Linked DNA regions of Macaca mulatta: region 1 is linked to region 2. Evidence: chromatin contacts called from public Hi-C data. All regions are on one chromosome and are shown on one strand. The core of a region is the stretch at or near the end of the contact, and the rest is flanking DNA. Distances in the headings are between cores, read along the strand shown.

The links. Hi-C and Micro-C count contacts between places; a contact is called where the count stands out from the background.
Region 1: a Hi-C map of CD4 T cells shows a contact between it and region 2, with 4 times the contacts expected there. The contact joins the enhancer-like site here to the promoter of THUMPD3 in region 2. A contact is called at or near these places in 4 of 14 Hi-C or Micro-C datasets (CD4 T cells, fetal cortex germinal zone, fetal cortical plate and 1 more).

The regions. Positions count from the first base shown.
Region 1 is chr2:148,211,572-148,216,598 of T2T-MMU8v2.0, reverse strand. It overlaps SETD5 (SET domain containing 5), which reads right to left. Exons shown (of 23, transcript NM_001265978.1): 2 at 1,971-2,030. Among named protein-coding and RNA genes, the nearest start is that of SETD5, 29 kb to the right of the region's middle. Within about 2 kb of position 3,523, at least 24 of the 40 cell types and tissues checked have an H3K27ac peak or open chromatin away from gene starts, as enhancers often do. A contact at or near this core is called in CD4 T cells, fetal cortex germinal zone and fetal cortical plate, where this site is marked.
Region 2 is chr2:148,146,942-148,152,056 of T2T-MMU8v2.0, reverse strand. THUMPD3 (THUMP domain containing 3) reads right to left here and starts at 2,304. Exons shown (of 10, transcript XM_015130340.3): 1 at 2,238-2,304; 2 at 50-354. The coding sequence starts at 301. It overlaps LOC106996842 (a long non-coding RNA gene), which reads left to right. Exons shown (of 6, transcript XR_013414113.1): 6 at 2,061-2,757.

The DNA of each region.
Region 1 (5,027 bases), core at 2,274-4,773, 63 kb before region 2:
GGGGCAGGAGAATCGCTTGAACCCAGGAGGGGGAGGTTGCAGTGAGGTGAGATCACACCACTGCACTCCAGCTTGTGCGTCAGAGTGAGACCCCATCTCAAAAAAAAAAAAAAAAAAAAAAAAAAAAATCTGGTGTGGTGGCATGCACTTGTAGCCCCAGCCACTCAGGAGGCTGAGGTGGGAGGATTGCTTGAGCCTGGAAGGTGGAGGTTGCAGTGAGCTGAGATCGTGCCAGTGCACTCAGCCTGAGCAACAAAGTGAGACCCTGTCGCCAAAAAAAAAAAAAAAAAAAAAAAAGAAAAAAGAAAAAGTTTTTTGCCTTTAGGCCAGTCTTACACATGTATGTTTCCTTTCCCTAACAGTATATCCAAACAGAGACCTTGGTAGTACATCTTCTAAGCCTTTGGGAAACTGAAGTAAAATCTGTAAATGATAAAACAAGAACACTCATCAAGTAAACCCAAAAGACACAGTTAAATACTGGGGGCTGTTGGTTACAACTCTTTCTATTAGTATCACTGTATAATTCAGATTTTTAAAAAAGCCCCAAAACTGTCTGACCAGATAATCATAAGAAAGTCTGATTATCACCCCACCTCCCCTGATCAGTAAAGGGAATCTGAATTGTGTTATATTTTCAGTAAAACACTTAAACCAAAAACCGTACTCAACATCATTAAAAACCCTTTGTTGTAGCCATTACTATTGTATACCCATTTAAAAAATGCACGGTTTAATGGTGAAACCCCATCTCTACTAAAAATACAAAAATTAGCTGGGCATGTTGGCACATGCCTATGATCCATCCCAGCTACTTGGGAGGCTGAGGCACAAGAATCGTTTGAACCTGGGAAGCAGAGATTGCAGTGAGCTGAGACGGGGCCACTGCACTCCAGCCTAAGCAAAAGTGAGACTCTGTCTCCAAAAAAAAAAAAAAAAAGGTACAGTTTCCAGATAAAAGACAAGTTATAAACCCAAGATGATAGTTGATATTTTTCCTAGAGCAATTTTTAAAAGATATACTAAAAGGAAAAGATGGAAAAGTTCCTTCAGATAACATCTTAATGAGTGAATAAATGATTGCTACACCAACACAGCTATTTTGGATAGCTGATAAATAACTTTAAGAAACATTAAGTCAGCCGGGCGCAGTGGCTCACACCCAACACTTTGGGAGGCTGAGGTGGGCGGATCACCTGAGGTGAGGAGTTTAAGACCAGCCTGGCTAACACAGTGAAACCCAGTCTCCACTAAAAATACAAAAAAATTAGCCGGGCATGATGGCAGGCACCTGTAATCCCAGCTATTTGGGAGGCTGAGGCAGGAGAATCTCTTGAACCCGGGGGAACCAGAGGTTGCAGTGAGTCGAGACCGCACCATTGCACTTCAACATGGGCAACAATAATGAAACTCCGTCTCAAAAAAAAAAAAAAAAAAAAAAAAAAAAAAATTAAGTCAGTAACTATAAATTTCTATTTCATAAAAAATATTCCTTTTTCCTCGTGTCTAGTTTAACATGACTGCTTCATTCTTCTGATGAAAGCAACTATAATAGGTTAGCTTGACCATCTCATTCTAACTAATGATTTAATAATAAGGCTTCTTAATTCAAATTCTGTTAATAACCCCAAATTTCTCAAATATTACCCTAAGAATAGTTCCTTCCCTAAGTAACTCTCTGTAAAATGTCACTATTAAAATGTTAACTGAGGAACATTTAACAGATCATCCAAATGCAGTATTTTCTTATTATAATTTGTTTTTTCCTACCAGAATATAAACTCTATGAGGAAAGGGATTTTTATCCACTGCTGTAGTTCCAATGGCCAAAACAGTAACTGACACATAAAGAAGTTCAAGAAATATTTGCCAAGTAAATTATAATCACCATTTACTACAACATGATTCCAGCAGTCATTAAAATGCAAAAAATAAAACAGAAATTAAAAGGATTTACTTGGGTCAGTCACCTTTATATAGACTTCTGAATATGAAGTCCCCCCAAATTATCTGCTAGTAGTTCTGAAGACCTAGAAAAAATTGAGACACAAATTAGTATAGAAAGAAATAACATTGATCAACACACAGAATGGAATTCTACAGCTATATTAACAATTTTGTTTCTGTATACTATCTTGCTTACCATCCTACATCTATACTATCTTGTTTACCACCCTACGTCCATCCAGCACTGAATTTTTTGCCCTTTAATCTTTAATTTTTCCATAAAGCCAGAAACGAGAGGGTAGGGAAGGAAATTATTTGACATAAATGGTAAATACTTCTGTCACTGGCTAATTCTTCCCCTTCCTTCAAATTAGAATTCTCTCTCATTTTCCAAGGGACTCCTTTTTCTCTCTCCTAAGAGGTGACTCCCTTCTCCACTGAACAGTTCTCAAATTCAGAGATCTTTAACCCGATGTCCGATAGCTGTCCAGCCAGACAAGGGCCCATCATCACCCATTAAATTACAAGTCCATATTTATTACTCCTTTCTTTCCCTTCATTCCACATCATCTAGTTTCTTGTCCTACTATAAAAAATAATGATGGCCGGGCACGGTGGCTCAAGCCTGTAATCCCAGCACTTTGGGAGGCCGAGACGGGCGGATCACGAGGTCAGGAGATCGAGACCATCCTGGCTAACACGGTGAAATCCCGTCTCTACTAAAAAATACAAAAAAACTAGCCGGGCGCGGTGGCGGGCGCCTGTAGTCCCAACTACTCGGGAGGCTGAGGCAGGAGAATGGCGTGAACCCGGGAGGCGGAGCTTGCAGTGAGCTGAGATCCGGCCACTGCACTCCAGCCTGGGCGGCAGAGTGAGACTCCGTCTCAAAACAAAACAAAAAAAAAAAAAAAAAAAAAAGATAAAAGGGAGTCATTTCTATGTGTGGTCAAATGGAAACATGCTTAAAAAAGGGGGCTTAATTTTCTACCTTCCAAAAAGAAAGGTAAAATAGGTGATCCAGGACTTTGGGGGGAAAATGATCAGTATCCTTTAAGTCTCTGGTGTTTTTTCCAAAAAGTCAAATTTAACACTGGCCAGAGTTATTAACAGCTTAAAGATTAACATATCATAAACATGAAAAGAGTTGTTCATAGGATTCCAGTTACCAAGCATTAGAACACATGCATTTTATTTACGTTGATATTTTATGATTTCTAATTTTAAAAAACTGGAAAATAAGCTATTTTTTAGAAACAATTTAAAATAGTATACTCAGAATTAGAGAAAGAAAAAGTATCAAAGTAACAGTAAAAGGAAGGAAGAAATAAAGTACATCAAGGGAGAAGCAATAGCAAGTAAGAAAGAAAAAAGGAAAGGAGGAAAAGACAGAAATAGATGTGAGTGTACAGTATGGGGAAAATGCATCACAATTTCAAATTCTTATTAACTATGTCCCCAACAATCCATCAGAAACCTCAGGAACACTAGGTAAGTTCTCGGATTCAGAAACAGAGACAGCCTGTACCTTCCAGTAGTACCGAGTACTCTCTTTAGGAGGTGCCATTTACATACAGTTTCTAGGGGAAAGGATGTTAGATAGAACATGCCAGAAATGTTTCTTAAGGACCCCATCTTTTTAATTGGGTTCAGAAATGGCCAACAGTCTCTATATCATCATTCTGACAGTCTCTTCTCTATATGACTTGCTGAAAGCACAAGACCTGTATGATCTCCCTGGTCACTCACAGAGAAGACAAACAAAAAGTGTTTTATGAACAATTCCAACAGAGATTTCAGAAGAAGAAATTGCATCAGACAGGTGAGGCGGAAGCAGCTGGGAGACAAGAGTCCAATAAACAACCAATCCAATGAAAGAAATTCAGAACAAGTCTGCTTCAGTAATCCTGTGAAGAGGACTGGCAGGAAGAGGAGTGCCGCTTCAGAAAGAGAACAGGCCTCATATGCTTCAGACAGTCTTTGTACTGAGGCTGTGGACCTTGGCCATTCTCCCAGAAATGATGCAATCCTGATGAACAAGATCTGCTGCCAGAGAAACAATTGTTAACAGCCTATGCAGACAGCAACTCAGCCAAGGAGCAATCTCTGATCAACTCACTCCATAAACCAACAGAACGCCAAATCTCTCTTCCTCAATTTCAGTGTCTGACAAAACATAAGTGAACACAGTATATATTCAGATACATAAGAACAAGCCATTTTCTCAAAGTGTCCTTTTTCTTTTAATTTCTTTGGCTGTACAATATCCATTATTACATTTTAGATAAAATACTGAACATTTTTTACTTTTATAAATACAATTATCCAAGCATATCAACATAATAACATAAATATGAAAATGTATACTTATTTTCCTCATTCTCATAAGAAAACCTTTTTGGGAGGTAGTGGCTTCCCTAAGCATAAAAATTGCTCTGAAATCTATCATCCAGCTATAATATTTCAAGTAAAGACAAATATACACATATTCTAATTCAGAGACAGAAAATATATTTCATAGATATTTTTGAAATTAGATAAAAATCAATGTTAAATATTGGCATCTATTAGAGAAAAGAGAAAATCTAATCTTGCTTATGCTGACATACAAGGTAGACTAAGCAGTATCATCTCACAATAATAGTACTTATAACAATCACTTTTTTGAAGGGCAAAAATATTACTTCAGATCTTACTAAAGGATCAGATTATTTTAATCTTATGAGCCACAATTTACTAATTTAGAAACTAACTTAAAAATCCTCAATTTAATAATCTTCTCTAGACTTCTCATCTCCTAGGCCTGGTTTCTTTTTCAGAAGTTTTGGTATCAGGTTTTTCACACAGTATTATAAAATTATAAAAAGTTGTTTTTTCTCACTAAATAAATAAAATATCCTGTATAAAGCAGTTCTCTAAACTTCAACTAGCCAAGTCATAACTAACCAAATTTCTTCCTTTTGAAAGCAATAACCCTTAAACTGGGATTCATGAAAAAACACAAATATCTAAGATATATCCTGAAATAAATCTATTCAGCCCAATCTACTACTTCTATATACTACTAAATAACAAAAATGAAC
Region 2 (5,115 bases), core at 1,055-3,554:
ATAAAACGATCAACTTAGAAAACTATTTTAAATATTGCTTCATTCAAACCTGTGCCAGACTTTCCACTGAAATGACAAAATATATCTTGCCACGGTCTCTGCTGATTTTGCATGATGACCCAAGTTTCTCTCTCACTTCATCTGCAGCTGTTTGCTCAAAGCCAGTAGGTACAGTGGCTCCAATAGTGACTAGAAGCTCAGATTCACTTCTGAGGTCACTTTCCGTCACTTGTACAGAGCTCTGGTTCTCATGAAGGTTCACATCTAGGAGTTGGTTAGTGGCTTCTTCAATGTCACACATGTTGGCTGTGCTTCCAAGATCCCTAACACTGTCTCTTTAAAAGCAGTACTGTCCTTTAAAAGAGAAAGAAATAAAGCCCAAATATTGTCATCTCATATTTCAGTTATAATTAAAAACATGGGCTCTGAAGGGCAGGAAGAAGAAGGCAACACACCTGATAAATAGTCACCAAAGTAAAAAGGGTTGAATAAACATGGGCACAGAGTGCAGGTTGTAAAACGTGATGTTATTATTAAACAAGCAATACAGATACATGGGAGAAAAAGAGGCAAGAAGTATTTCCATAGCATGCAACATTTGCTTTGGGGTAACCCATGTTGACAAAAGCCATTTCATAACTACAATAGAAACTGCAGATTACACTCAAATACATTTCTGCATCTAGATGTTAAGAACATGGTTAGTTAAGAATATAGGGCCTGGCTGGGTGTGGTGGCTCACACCTGTAATCCTAGCACTCTGGGAGGCCGAGGCGGGAGGATTGCCTGAGGTCAGGAGTTTCAGACCAGCCTGGCCAACATGGTAAAACCCTGTCTCTACTAAAAATACAAACATTAGCCAGGTGTGGTGGTGGGAGCCTGTAATCCCAGCTACTTGGGAGGCTGAGGGACCACAACTGCTTGAACCTGGGAGGTGGAGATTGCAGCGAGCCGAGATCATGCCACTGCACTCTGACCTGGGTGATAGAACAAGACTCTGTCTCAAAAAAATAAATAAAATAAATAATAATAAAAATATGTGGCTTTTGGAGTTTCAGATAGATACAGGTTTGAATTTTTGCCTCCACCATCATAGGTTGAATGGCAAATTAATTCTCCCAAGCCTCCAAATTTAATTAAGTAATTAGTAATACCTCTTTCCTAGAGTTGTTAGGAGACAAGCGAGAATTAACTAATACCTCTTTCCTAGAGTTGTTAGGAGACAAGTGAGAGTAGTAAACGACCAGGCCAATAAGTAAAACTTATTAATAGGCTATCTTCTTCCCTCCTGTGAAGTAGACAGCACTTCATGCATTTTAAAATGATTAACTGGGCTGGGCACACTGGCTCGTGCCCGTAATCCCAGCACTTTGGGGAGCTAAGGCGAGTAGATGGGTTGAGGTCGAGACCAATCTGCGTAATATGGCAAAACCTCATCTCTACCAAAAATACAAAAAATAGCTGGGCGTGGTGGTGGGCACTTGTAGTCCCAGCTACTTGGAAGGCTGAGGTGGGAGGACTGCACTCCAGCCTGGGCGACACTGTGAGGCCCTGTCTCAAAAAAGAAAAGAAAAAATTAAAAATAAAAATGGTTAACGGAACACTTGCTATCTAATGATTACAAACATTCAAATGCCTACTACTTGCCAGACTCTGGGATCCACAGATGGGCATCAGGACAGAAATCTTGGAAGTAACCTGAAATAGTAAAACAAACTTCCTATGCATAAGCTTTTGTGTGTGCTTGGGGCGGGGGCCGGGGGAAGTATTAGAGAGGTGGAGGGTCCATAACTTACACCAGGTTTTCAAAGGGTTTGTGACCCAAAATAAGTGAGTACATAACACCTATACTGTCCTTGTGCTGTGCCAGCGATACAAGACAGCGTTTAATACAACGTCAGTTCCCGCCGTTAAGAAAGTGACAGTCACTGTGAATACAATCTCCATCTTCTAAAAAAGGCAGCTGAGGTCAGCTAAAGGGCGCGTTCCGCACAAGGTCAGAGAGCCAATGAGAGGCGCAGAATGGAAGAAAACTCACGTCTCCCAATTCCCACCCACAGGGCCCTGGGAATCCTAGGAAGCAGGTAAAGGCCTGGGAGACGGAGCAAGATGGGCTCCGCCACGAGACCGGGCTGAAGTCCAGCCCGGCGCCGGCCTCGGCTGCAAAAGGAAGGCCGCCCCTCTCTCCCCAAGCGGAAACACCAGAGGAGCCACACTCGGCCGTTCCCGTCAGTTACCGGCCGCCAGCGAAGACTCTTTCAGCTCCCGCACTCCATTGGCCTCTCGCGGTCAGCCCACGCCGCCGGAAGCCGCCCCCGGAAACGGAAGTCAGGCTGCGGGTCACGGTGGCTCCGCACTAGCGGCCGGTGCCCGCACAAGGTAGCGGGGGGGCGGGAAAGGAGCATGCGCTGGAAGCTCTGTGCTCTTGGTTTTGAGGATCGTCAGCAAGCCGAAAGCGGACTGTCAGGGGCCTAGTGCCCTATCATGGTATTTGCTAACGTTTAGAGAGTGCTTCCCCTTGCCGAGCACTGGGTAAGCGCTTTACATGCGTCATCTCATTTGAAACAAGTCTCTTTTGTTCCAGCACCTATGAAGTGGCAGTGGCTGATTTCTGTTTTAAAGCTGGAGAAACTGAGTCTCTCTAGCTTAAATATCTTTCCCAAAATGTCATGCCACCAGTTCCTGATTTCTGTATTGCCATCACTATTTTAGCACTGTTTACTTAATATTTTCCTTTAGTTAAAAAAAAAAAAGAAATAGTGGGGCTCACTATGTTGCCTAAGCTGGTCTCGAACACCTGGGCTCAAGTGATTCTTCTATCTAGCCCTCCTGAAGTGCTGGTATTACAGGCATGAGCCACTGTGCCCAATCAGATGAACTTTATTTTTCATAAAGTGTTGAACCTGGCCGGGCACAGTGGCTCACGCCTGTAATCCCAGCACTTTGGGAGGCTGAGGCGGGTGGATCACTTGAGGTCAGGAGTTTGAGGCCAGCTCGGCCAACATGGTGAAACCCTGTCTCTACTAAAAATACAAAAATTAGCTGGATGTGGTGGTCTGCACTTGTAGTCCCAGCTACTTGGGAAGATGAAGCAGAATTGCTTGAACCCGGGAGGCGGAGGTTGCAGGGAGCCAAGATTCTGCCACTGCACTCCAGTCTGGGAGCAAGACATCATCTCAAAAAAAAAAAAAGGGTTGAACCTGCATGGTAGCCATTTTGACAGACTGGGAAGCCTAGCTTCCAGCCAGAAGCCAAAAATAGAAAAACAGACACTTCCAGGGTTGGAAGAATAAGACAGGGATTTATGCTAATTACAGTGGCCAAATATACATGTTAAATATACTGTAGGAGGGGTCATGAATATTTATGAAAGGAGCAACTTGGGGATGTGCAGTTGAACTTCATGACTCTCTATGGATCCCATGTTTAAAAAATGGTGGCCTTAGCATTATCCAAGGGTGGCGTTTTCTACCCCTTGACTTCAAAAGGTGAAGCAGGGACATGAAAACCCTCACTGCACGTCCCGTGTAGACTGGCCAGAACCACTCCCTGGTCTCTTACCAGGAAGGAATGCTGGTCGGTTGTTCTGTTGAAACTGCAAATGGGAGGGTCAGCATCAAGCTGGTGGAGTGAGTCTTTCAAAAGGACTGCTTTCTGTTTAACCTTTAGGAAAGAAAATCTAATGGCGATTATAGAGGGAGGGGTTATAAAGAGGTGTGTCCAACTTCCCATCCTGTCATGAGTAGTAACTCAGCTTCCAAGTTTTTTCTAGGGTCTTCTTGGCCAAGAGAGGGCCTGTTCAGTCAGTTAGGGGGCATAGAATTTTATTTTTCTCAGTTGATAAAAGTTAACTTACTGTAAAAAGAAACTTAACAACCCAACAACAAAAAGTAAACCGAATTTAAAAACAAAATAAAACCAAAGAGAACACAATTTATAAATGTGCAAAGGGGCTGGGCGTGGTGGCTCATGCCTGTAGTCCCAGCACTTTGGGAGACTGAGGTTAGTGGATCACTTGAGCTCAGGAGTTTGAGACTAGCCCTGGCAACATGGCAAAACTCTGTCGCTACAAAAAAATAGCAAAAATTAGCTGGGCATGGTGGCACTCACCTGTAGTCCCAGCTACTCGGGAGGCTGAGACAGGAGAATAGCTTGAGCTGGTGAGGTTGAGGCTGTAATGAGTTATGGTCACACCACTGCACTCCAGCCCAGGTGACAGAATGAGACCTTGTCTCAAAAATAAAATAAAAAATATGTAAAGGGCTTGAATAGATATTTCTCCAAAGGTAGACAAATGGCCAATAAGCACATGAAAAGATGCTGAACATCGGTAGTCACTAGGGAATTGCAAATTAATCACAATGGGATACTCATCAAAATGCCTAAAAGTGAAAACCAAAAAATCAACAGTTCCAAGTTCAAATGAGTATGTGGGGCAATGAAACACTTATACATTGCTGATGAAAATGCAGAATGATATATCCCCTGGTATGGTTTAGCTCTGTGTCCCCACCCAAATTTCATCTTGAATTATACTCCCATAATTCCCACGTGTTGTGGGAGGGACCCAGTGGGAGATAATTGAATCACAGGGGTGGTTCCCCGCATACTGTTCTTGTGGTAGTGAATAAGTCTCACAAGATCTGATGGTTTGATAAGGGGTTTCCACTTTTGCTTCTCTCATTCTCTCTCTTGCCGTTGCCATATAAGAAGTGCCTTTCACCTTCCACCATGATTGTGAGGCCTTCCTAGCCACATGGAACTGTAAGTCCATTAAACCTCTTTTGTTTTGCAGATTGCCCAGTCTTGGGTATGTCTCTATCAGCAGTGTGAAAATGGACTAATACACATCCATTGGAAAACAATTTAGCCTTTCCTCAAAAAATTAAACAGAACATATTACTCACTAATTCCACTACAGATAATTTCCAACTTAGGATGGTTTGACTTACACTTTTTTGACTTTACAATGGGCTTATGGGTTATAATGCATTTTTAACTTACAATATTTTCTATGTATGGTGAGTTTATTGGGATATAATCCCACTGTAAGTCAAGGAAAATCTGTAATAGCTTTATACCCGAGAAGATTGAAAACAGGTGTTCAAACAAAAA